2 separate regions of the Oryzias latipes genome follow, and region 1 is linked to region 2. The links are chromatin contacts, called in public Hi-C maps. All regions are on one chromosome and are shown on one strand. The core of a region is the stretch at or near the end of the contact, and the rest is flanking DNA. Distances in the headings are between cores, read along the strand shown. Region 1 holds the start of LOC105355825 (urokinase plasminogen activator surface receptor-like). Region 2 holds the start of slc29a3 (equilibrative nucleoside transporter 3).

Evidence for each region. A called contact is a pair of places that touch in the nucleus more often than the background predicts.
Region 1: a contact with region 2 is called in a Hi-C map of embryo, with 4 times the contacts expected there. The contact joins the promoter of LOC105355825 here to the promoter of slc29a3 in region 2. A contact is called at or near these places in 4 of 5 Hi-C or Micro-C datasets (embryo and fibroblasts).

What each region holds. Positions count from the first base shown.
Region 1 is chr15:26,810,811-26,816,143 of ASM223467v1, reverse strand. LOC105355825 (urokinase plasminogen activator surface receptor-like) reads left to right here and starts at 2,893. Exons shown (of 3, transcript XM_011484670.3): 1 at 2,893-3,277. The coding sequence starts at 3,217. LOC101163926 reads left to right here. Exons shown (of 24, transcript XM_020709728.1): 23 at 803-923; 24 at 1,017-1,823. The coding sequence ends at 1,082.
Region 2 is chr15:26,627,490-26,632,223 of ASM223467v1, reverse strand. It overlaps slc29a3 (equilibrative nucleoside transporter 3), which reads left to right and starts at 3,124. Exons shown (of 7, transcript XM_023963584.1): 1 at 3,124-3,246; 2 at 3,859-3,932; 3 at 4,050-4,396; 4 at 4,589-4,671. The coding sequence starts at 3,932. unc5b (netrin receptor UNC5B) reads left to right here. Exons shown (of 16, transcript XM_023963580.1): 16 at 1-2,010.

The sequences.
Region 1 (5,333 bases), core at 1,644-4,143, 180 kb before region 2:
TCGATTGTATTTTAACCCATAAGAACTAAGGCCCATTTTTCCTTAAAAATCAAATTAAGTGGAAAATACCACAAACCAGTCAGACCACTGAACCCATTTCTGATCATTTTCGTTATGCTGGTGTCAGCGTGAGTTATTGTGGGTTCAATTGTCATGGCTCCATAATTCAACTGAAAATGCATTTTGCAATTTACCGCTGCTTTGCATTTTTAAAAGTAATCTAGGGGTCACTTAGTGAACTGATCAGGCTCCAATTACTTTAATTTTCAAACTTGAATGCAGAGATTAACCCCAAAATAACCATTCATATTATATTTGATACTTACATTTCTGAAACCCCTGTCTTATTAGCATGAACATTTTTTGCAAGAAATGTTTTGCTAATTTTCTAAACTTCATGGTGAGAATAACTCCCCTATTGTTATTCTTTTTCAAATGACTACTTGCTGTCATGAAAAAAAAAACATTATTAGTTGATACTTAATTCTTGATAATACATGTTAAAAATGTGTGGATTAAATTTCTTTTTCTGAACATTTATGTGAATAATTTTTCATCTCCCAGGGGTTCATAATTGACACTATCTATATCTCATACAAAAATTGATATTGCACATTTTTTGTGGATTTCATCAAAGGGTTTAAAAATCTTAACTCCAAAAAAATGCGAATGATCTGTCCAATCTTGGGCTTTACAAGGTCTAATGTTGAGCTTGAGTTTCTGGTGTTATTACGGTCGTTTGTATTTGTTTGTCCATTTCTGATGGAGTACTGGACACTTGACATGTTTCTCTTACCTTCAGGGCCAACGCAGAGATAGCACAGGTAAAGAGCCGTGCCAAACAGGAGCAAGCGGTCTACCAGGCTAGCCTGAGGAAGGAGCAGATGAAGGTGGACTCCCTGGAGCGGACGTTGGAGCAAAAGGTCGGAAGAGAGATGGAAAACCAGAGGAAACGTCACCGAAAAGCTGCTGTAGTGTTTGTTTTATGATTGTTTTTTCTTTCTCTTCTTCCTCAGAACAAAGAGATCGATGAGCTCACAAGGATCTGCGATGAGCTGATCTCCAAGATGGGGAAGTGTTAGCAGCAAGGCAAGCTGGCTTGACGCAGAACCACGGAGGTTTAGCTTTCCAAAAGTTCTATGGGAGGTTCTATGGGAGGGACTTCGCTGTACATTTTCTGGTCTCCCTGTGCATTGTGCTGTTCTGAGACCCGGTACAAAGTTTTAAAAGATTTATCATATCACTAATGAGTGTGTCTGTGTGCAAGTGTGTGTTTGGGACTGAGGGAGTGTTTGTGGGTTAAATGATGTTGCCATGACAGCCACTGAGGGAGAAGACTGTTTACCTGCTCCTGTTGTTGTCTCCTCTGGATCGTAGAGAATGCTAGACTTTGGAAATAAAATAAAAAAAAGATTTATGTAGAAAATGTTGTAACGGAACACAAACTGTCACTGGTATAATTTTTTTTTTGCATGTAAAAAAATACAAAAAAATGTTATTGTTTGTACATATTGTACTGTAGGAGAGTCCCAGTATAAAATGAATTGTGCATTTTTTTGATAAACAAGTTATTCATCCGCTTTCTCTCATGTAACCGTGTAGATATTTGTCATAGCTTTTTCAATGAAATTGTGTAACTTTATTTTTTGGATTTAATTTTGATATAAATCAAACTAATGTTGTTCAGTTGTGAGGAAGAGCTGAATTTGGAACAAATGTGCTCATCCTGCAACAGCTGTCACGCCCAGAAATACTCTGCACAGCTACTGTACAGCATCGGCTTATGAAGTGCAATAAAACATGGCAATACAGCTTGACATTAACGCTTTTTACTATGACTTTTTTTATATTTAACGCTATTTGTTTGGAACAAATGCATAAAACATTCCACTTTACAGTCCAGGGAAATGGAAATTAGATGTCATGCATTCTTGTTTCTAGACATTAGTATTTTACAGCCTCCAAACCCAGTTTATCTTTTGAAATTCAACATCGACAGAAATTCAAATACAGCCACCAGAAAATACATGATTGAAGATCATGCAAAATATATTTTAATCATTAATAAATGAGACGCCACAACAAAAGCATTAGGGGTGAAGATGTCCTGGTTTAATTTTCCTCTGCCTTAATAATACATTTTTTATTTTTTTTTTTAAACAAGGGGAAGAGTAAATAAAATAAAAATGAAAGCTGCAAGTGGTGTCAAAACTGTGACAAATTCATGAAAACCGCCTTTTTTTCAGAATGGCGGCTTTTCTGTAGGTTTCATCTCCATAGCAACCATTTTATTTTTTGGTCACCTGGGGGTGACGAACAGATCTATGAAAAGTTTAGGAGAATCTGCAAAAGTAAATTTTTGGATTTCCTTGGCAACAGAGTTTTTTTTAGTATGTTCATATCCTATATTATTTAGTTTTGTTCAGCTTGAGCTAACCTTTCATGTATTAGATCTTCACAATACTCCCGGGTAAAAAAAAGTAAACAAAAAGAACACGACCGTGTTAAAGCCGTTAGAAATCTACAACTTTAATTCCAACATTTCTTCCCCAAGTAGCTTCCTAATGATACTGAAGGAGTTTGGAGGTGATAGATCGAAATCCCCAGCAGGAGGTACTAAAGGTGTTTTTAGTTTTTTAAATGCAAGATGGCAGCCTCATACCTGAGGTCAAAGGTCAACAAAAAAACACTGTTTTCGTTGGAGTGGGTCTTGATGTTTCATTTCTCAAAACATTAAAGTATTTTTCACATCTATCACACACAAAAAAGCACTTATAATCTCTGCTTCACACACAAAAAAAACTACAAAAATTCAAAAGAAGAGGCTTTAAACGTCACAATGGGTCATTTATGGCACAAAAGTGTTGCCATGTGGCCTCAAACTTAAGCAAATTAGTGTGGCGCTGCGTAAACTGCAAGATGAGCTACTTAGAGCTGTCGGCATCAGATTGACTCAAAGACTGAAGCGGATGTGAGCTCAGGGAAGAGGCAGACCTACGACAGGTAAGGCTGTGTCAGAACGTTTAGGTGAAAGGTTGGGGTCGTCCAAACCGAGGAATATACTGTTGTCACCTAACTCCCAGCTGATGGCCCACCGGAGGAGCCGGTAATCTCCTGCACTGTGTGTTTGATAGCCCAGATTAGGCTGAGGGGTCTTAGGGAGCAAACAAGCTGCTTTTCATTGTCTGATCAGGACCAGCAAGGAGCAGCAGCACCATGAGAGCTGCCCACCGCCCTCTGCTGTTCCTCCTTTTTGTGTTCCTACTGCAAACCCACTGTAAGGATGCACTCTTTTTTTTCTTCCATGTTTTGTCGTGTCTGTTCTCTGTTCACCTGTCGTTCAGTTGTGTCTTTTTTAGAAGCCCCCAGTGTAACAGTTTGTCACTTTTTTGTGTGTTTGTCTCTGGAGGTGGTTTAGCTCTTCAAAATGCCTCTGTGCCCTAACACTAGAAGATTGCACAGTGGATTTCCTCTGTCAGATATTTCATCAGACGTCTTGGCTTGTGTTTTTAACCATCATGATGACATTAGTGTACCAGAAAAAACATTAGAAATGTGTTCTGTGGTCCACTTGGCCTGTGGTGTATTACACATAATTTAAGGAACAATAGCTCCAGGTTCTTATTGGCTAAATATTTGTGAAGTATTGCTTCCGTCATCGTTTACCTGTTTTTGACAGATGTTTTATGCAATTGTTTTTTTTAATTCTCATCCAAGTCTGAAGTGATTTATACAATGTTGTGTGTCATCCTCTGTTGAAACCAGCATGCAATCCCAGCAGCTAATCTCTTAATAGGCCTGGAGGCTAATACTTGCAGCATGTGTGCATCGTGGCTGTGGAGGCCGATTAGGGTCGACACAAACTCCCAGCATTACACACAAAGATGAGCAATTCAAAACAACAACAACAAGTACGATGTTTTTTTTGAAGGTTTTTTTAGCTGTCTGTCGATCCGTTTTTGTTTTTTTTCCTGATTATTTTTGCAGTATTTTTCTTACATAAAAGATGTTTCAAGTAGCAAACAAGCTTAAAATCTAAGGGTCTAAGAGCAGGGATGCCCAGTTTAGCAGTTTAGCCATCAACTATTGTATTTTATGACTCATTTTATGCTTTTGTTCAATTACCAGTGTGAAACTCATCGAGACAACTATGTTGGGATTTTGGGCTGCACAAATAGAATTTGATTTTTTTGATTTTGATTGATATTTTCTGTAGAAAAACAAACTTTTAGTGTCTGTCCGGCTGACAAAAAATTAGTAACTTTTGATGGGCAGCAACTTTTAAATACTCACTGAAGGAAAACTGGGTTTTCAACACGCTGTTGTGGCATTTTTCTGATGACGGAGCACATGTAGAACGACAATTAAGCATAGAATAGCATTTCTGAGTATTTATTCAAATCATGAATCAGGAGAAGATGAAAAAATAATAGAAAAAGGTTGTATTTGTAGAAAATTAGCTGGGCGGGGGCCACAAACTCCCTGCTCCACTCCATTCTGTAGACATCTTTGTGTTTTTCTCGTCTGAGCAGACATCTGGCTCTAAACTGTATGGCTGGATGGCTCCAATATTCCTCACTATTTCTGTTGCACAAGTAATGTTGGGGGTGTGAGGGTCTGTAAGCTAGCAGGAGAGAGTGTAAACAAAGAGCTCTCAGCAGTGGAGTAGCTCCATGCCAACGGTCTCGCCCACAACTCAGAGGCAGGTTTCTGTTTAATCATGTTTACTGTATTTTCCACATAATGACAGAAAACAAGACAAAAGATAACACCCCCCTCCACTCCCTCCCTCCCTCCTACTATCAGCAATTGCAAACATTTTAATTGCAGCTAATCATTAGGAAATGTATACGCATAAGTAAGTATATAAATGTTTTAAGAAGACATAAAAAACACATTGTCAGGATATAGTACTAAAATGCTTAACAAGTGTAAAATGTAAGATAAAATAAAAGCCTTCAGTGAAAGGCTATTCTGTCACTTTGTAATAATTGAAAAAAGACAAAAACGGCTTCTATACTTATTTACGAAGACGCAAATTTCTAATGAACTACTGACACTTTGCAAAAACTACACTGCAAAAACAGACCGGCTAAAATTGAGTAAAAAGAAAAATCTTTAAAATGAAAAAGAAAAGCATGTCTTCAATTAAGCTAAAATCTGGGGGAAATACTTTTTTTTTTGAAAGAAAAACCTCTTAGTTACTAAGAATAAGATTATTTGGCTTATAATAATAATATCCTTGCAAAACAGAATTTTGACCTGTTTTTTTTTTTATGACGAGGGTTTCTTAACTTTCTTTAGATCCAGTTTAAGCAGTGTTCGTCCTAAAA
Region 2 (4,734 bases), core at 1,875-4,374:
GCATATCATCCCGCCTCAGGGGGGGAGTTTCCTTTTTCCCTCCAACGCTCAGCCACTCTGCTGAGAAGACGCTGCCCCCCCCCCTTAAAAGTTTCCTTTAGGGAACGCTTTTTAAGTTATCATCCATATTTGTGGATTTTCTTTTTTTTCCCTCCTGTTTTGTAATCTGTCCTGGATTAGACCGCCGCCGAGCTTCTCTGTTTAATTATGATCCAAGTAGAGCAGACAAAATGGGAAAGTTAGCTAATTCTCTGTCGTGAATAGCAAATTATGTGTTTCGAAATTATTAATCCATACAAAAATGTAAAAAAAAAAATAACCTGAAACATAAATTAGAGATGATCCTAGTGAATTTATGAAACAAACCTTAAAGTTCAAGATTTTTTACTTTCGTTTCCTGCAAAGTTTCTTCTTTTTAAAAAGGTGATTAAATTTGACGAAAGCGTCAATCAATTTGGCGCCGAGGGACCATCAACAAGAGTTTACCTCAAAACAAACGGAATTATAGAGATGCTTTTTCACTAAATATGCAACTTTTGTTAATCTATTGCCTAAGCTGCCTGCTTTGTGATTCCAGCCCTCATAGTGTTTGCATAATCAATAACATTCTGTCAATGTTTTGATGGTAATTGAGATAACATGTGCAGCCATTCCTCCCATCCTGTGGGTCCTCCTCAAGAAAAAAAAAAGTGTTGATTTCTTTAGGTACAACAAAACCAAAACAGCATCAGTATCCCTCCTCTTCAGCAGTGACTCATGCTTGGCGTGAATGAACGCTCCTGTGAGTGAATGGCTCTGTGTGGGCAGGTGGCTGTGCACGTACGTGTGCACACGTTTTTACGATCTGTCATTTCTCTTTGTAAGTGCTATGCAAGTACAAAAGAAAAGCATTTCCACATCCGTTTTTTTCTTTCCCCAAAAGAGTACCTCTATTTTTTCAGATCAGGGCATTGACAGGGTTTTTATTTTTTTTCTTCTGTCTCTCAGAAATGGCTTAACATTCTTGAAAATGCTAGTCTGCGGGAATTCTCCATCTGGAATGGAAGAGATGGATCACAGACCAAGGAAGCTATAAATGTCGACAACAAAAACAAAGTGATGCGACGGCTGCAGCCCGAGCCATGACTAATGTTGTGAATTCATGCCCTGCAGGTCTTTGCCATGAATACATACCTAAACACAACCCGTCCAGTTCCTCGGATCTCCTCAAAGTGCAGGACATTTCCCGTTTTCTCAGTTATGATGGCAGAGACTGATGCCTGTAGACTACAGTGTTTTGTTCATCCAGATTTCTGGAGGGTCTGCTGGATCTTTGGCCATATTGCTGGAGAGTTTACCTGGAGCCGTACCGGATTTAAAGAGATAAACTCAGCCTTTTGTCCGAAAAGTCCGGCGTTTTTACAGAAAACAAAATAAATTGTGTTACATTATTTTGTCTCTCTAAAGAACCAATTGTAAATAAATGTCTAGCCTTCTTACCTGTAACTAAATATAATTTTTATGCAATAAATTATATTTCTTAGTTTAACAGCAATGTTTGTCTTGTTGTCTCCCCTTTTTTCTTTTCTTTTCTATGAATGTTGAGTAAAAATGCATTTGCATCCTTCTCAGGAACTTGGCACTCAAGCTAAATAACAAAACTACTGTTAAATGACACTTGGTTTGTCAATTACACCCCGTTTTCAACTGAATCTGCAGCACTGCTGAAAATGTGCCTTTTAGCTTCACACTTTACTGACAAATTCCCCTGAAGTCCATTTAAGTTGAAAGTTTTTAACGTGTAGGCTGACAGGCGCTCACATTACCAGTTCCTGAAGATGTTAAAGTGGCCTTTAACCACTGACTTTGACATTTATGCAGAGTTTTAATCTTTTTTTTTTTTTGTATGTGTGAGAAATTGTCATTTCTCCCGCTGAGTAATCTATGGCGACTGTGTGCTGCATTATGATTGTAACAATAGGAAACACTTTTGCACCTGTTCCTTCCATTAAACACATTATTAATTGAAAACTGCTTTGGCGCCTTTCTCCTAACGGGTTAATTGAACCTTTTTATAATCTATAAATTGAAAACGTAACACCTGACTTCAGTTTAACCCAACAGTTCTCCCACTGCTGGAGGATTTTTTTCAACTCTAAGTAATACAAAGTGAACTAAGCAGGAAAGCGGCTGCATGTTTGTTAAAAAATAAATAAATAAAACATTTACTAATGTGTCTTTACAAAGGTCAACTATTTGGAATTTGTCATCACATCACAAGGTAAATTGCTTCCCAAATATTTTTGGATGTTTTGTTTTCTTTCTTTGGCTTCACCTTTAATCAGTTTTTATTATAAAGCTTTTTTGTAATGAGAAAAACCTGGTCTAATCTTGTTTTCTAACAGTTTTTCTATTTATGTAGACCAATTTTTAAGTTGGAGATTAAACCATAGATATACAAAACTAACCCTTAGTTAATATGCTATATCTTAGCGCCCCCTCCTGGTAAACTTAGGTTATTGTATCTGAGAAAATCATTAGGGCAACGTACTCCTATCATTTAATAATTTTATAAAACTAAAATGAATTTTTGTGCGTATTGTGAGTATTTTATTTTTTGGTGTGAAGTACAAGATATAACGTTTAAATATTTTTTACTAACACCTTATTTTAATACCTTGTTACAAAAATGCTACATTTCTATATTTAATTTTGATACCATAATTTAATATGGTTTATAACGTTTCCCCTTAATATTACGATTTCGTGTAAATACCAAAGCTGAACAGGAAACAGATTAATCTTTTCCACCTTAACTTCCGATAGATTTATTTTAGTATTTATTTTCAAAACGATTTCGTGTAAATACCAAAGCTGAACAGGAAACAGATTAATCTTTTCCACCTTAACTTCCGATAGATTTATTTTAGTATTTATTTTCAAAACAAGAGAAAAACATTTTTTTATTTTATTTTAATTTATTTATATAAAAATTTAAAACTATTTTTTACTATTTTAATTAATATAAAGTGCCTAAAAAAGGGCCATATTAACAATAGACTGTGAATCTTCAAGTTATTTTACATTTTGTGGGTTTCATTGCATGCAACAGTTTTAATTTGAAGGCCTGTATTTGACTTCGAAGGATCCCCACTTCCGCCAGTCAGCTGACCAGAAACCCAGTTAGTGCCGGAATGCTTGCCGTGCTTGGAATGAACTTTAGCAAAACAAAAAGAAAACAGCAGAGAATTTTCCCAGAAAGGCGCGGTACGGAACTTTATTATGAATATTATTATTATTGTTATTTGCATATAAACAATAACAATTTTATTTTTCTTAAGGGGAAGCTTGTGAAGATTTAGTGAAGTGTAGGGCAATATTTGATAAACAAAAAAGTGGCCAAAACGGTGACGTTTCCAAAAGTTGTAAATGCAGAAACAATTGTATGGCTTATCTCTGTTTATTCAGCGGGACTCGCGGAAATCTGTAAATCTCGTTCTTTTTTTTTAAATCTCAGTAAGGATCACGTGAAGAATAGTTCCCCTTTTAACACATTTCATTGTGCAAAGTCTGCTGTTTTTTTCCAACAAGTCACCTGTTTTTTCTCTGAGTTTGTCAGCAGATCTCAGAGGAATGTGACAGTTTGTTAGGTTTATTGGTTTAAGTGACTCTTTGAAGTGGAAACCACGTGACTTCATGTGGTGGAGGTCTAAGTTTGCATGAATCCATTGATCCATTTACTGATGCAGCTGTGAGAATTATTATATACACATCTGACATATCTGTCATAAAACAAATCTGTTATTGTTTTTGTTGATTTTAATTAAGAAAGGGACTTATTTTATTAATTAAATCTAACTTTTGTGTTCCTCCCTGCAGGCTGCAGAATGAAAACAACCTCAGAAAACAAACCAAAAGTGTCTGTTTCCTTGTGTTGACATGCAGAAGTAAAAGTGAGTTATTTTAACGTCATTTTGTAATGTTTCATAATGTTCTTCATCTCTTTGCAGCTTTTTTTTGAGTACTGTTTCACTTTTTTTCCTTTTTCATCTCTACCTTTACCCTCAAAGTGTCGCGGCCTCTTCCTGTGAAAATGGATGACGCCGAACCCGTGCAGGCGAGTCTCAACTCGTCTTACCGTCCGACTTTATTCGAGGACGGGATCACGACGGACGAGGAGGACAGCGAGGATCACAGTCCGTCTGAGTCTCTGCTCCCCAAACCGTCCCTGTCCCCCCTGGTGGTGCGCTTCACCCCCGAGGACTCCTATAATCTGGTCTACGTCCTCTTCTTCCTGATGGGCATCGGCTCCCTGCTGCCCTGGAACTTCTTCATCACGGCCAAACACTACTGGATCTACAAACTGAGCAACAGCAGCGATCTCGGTAAAGAGGGGGAGCGTCGCTCCGACATCAGCGTGAGTAAGACTTCTGGCGGTTTGTGTGACCCCAAAGGAAGACCATTACTGTGCCAGTGAGCGTCTTGTAGAGTTGAAACTATTGAAATACGAAGCTGCTGCTTCGACTTTCTTTAGGTGTTTGGAATCAATTCTTAAAAATGTTTCTGGATCAGAGGAGGACTCTAATAAAAACGTCTCTTCTTTCGTCAGGACTATTTTGAAAGTTACCTGTCCATTGCTTCCACTGTGCCCTCCGTGTTGTGTCTGATACTCAACTACATGCTGGTTAACAGGTAGAATGTGCACACAAACACAACAACTCGCACACAAACGCCTTTTAAAGACCCACTCCCATC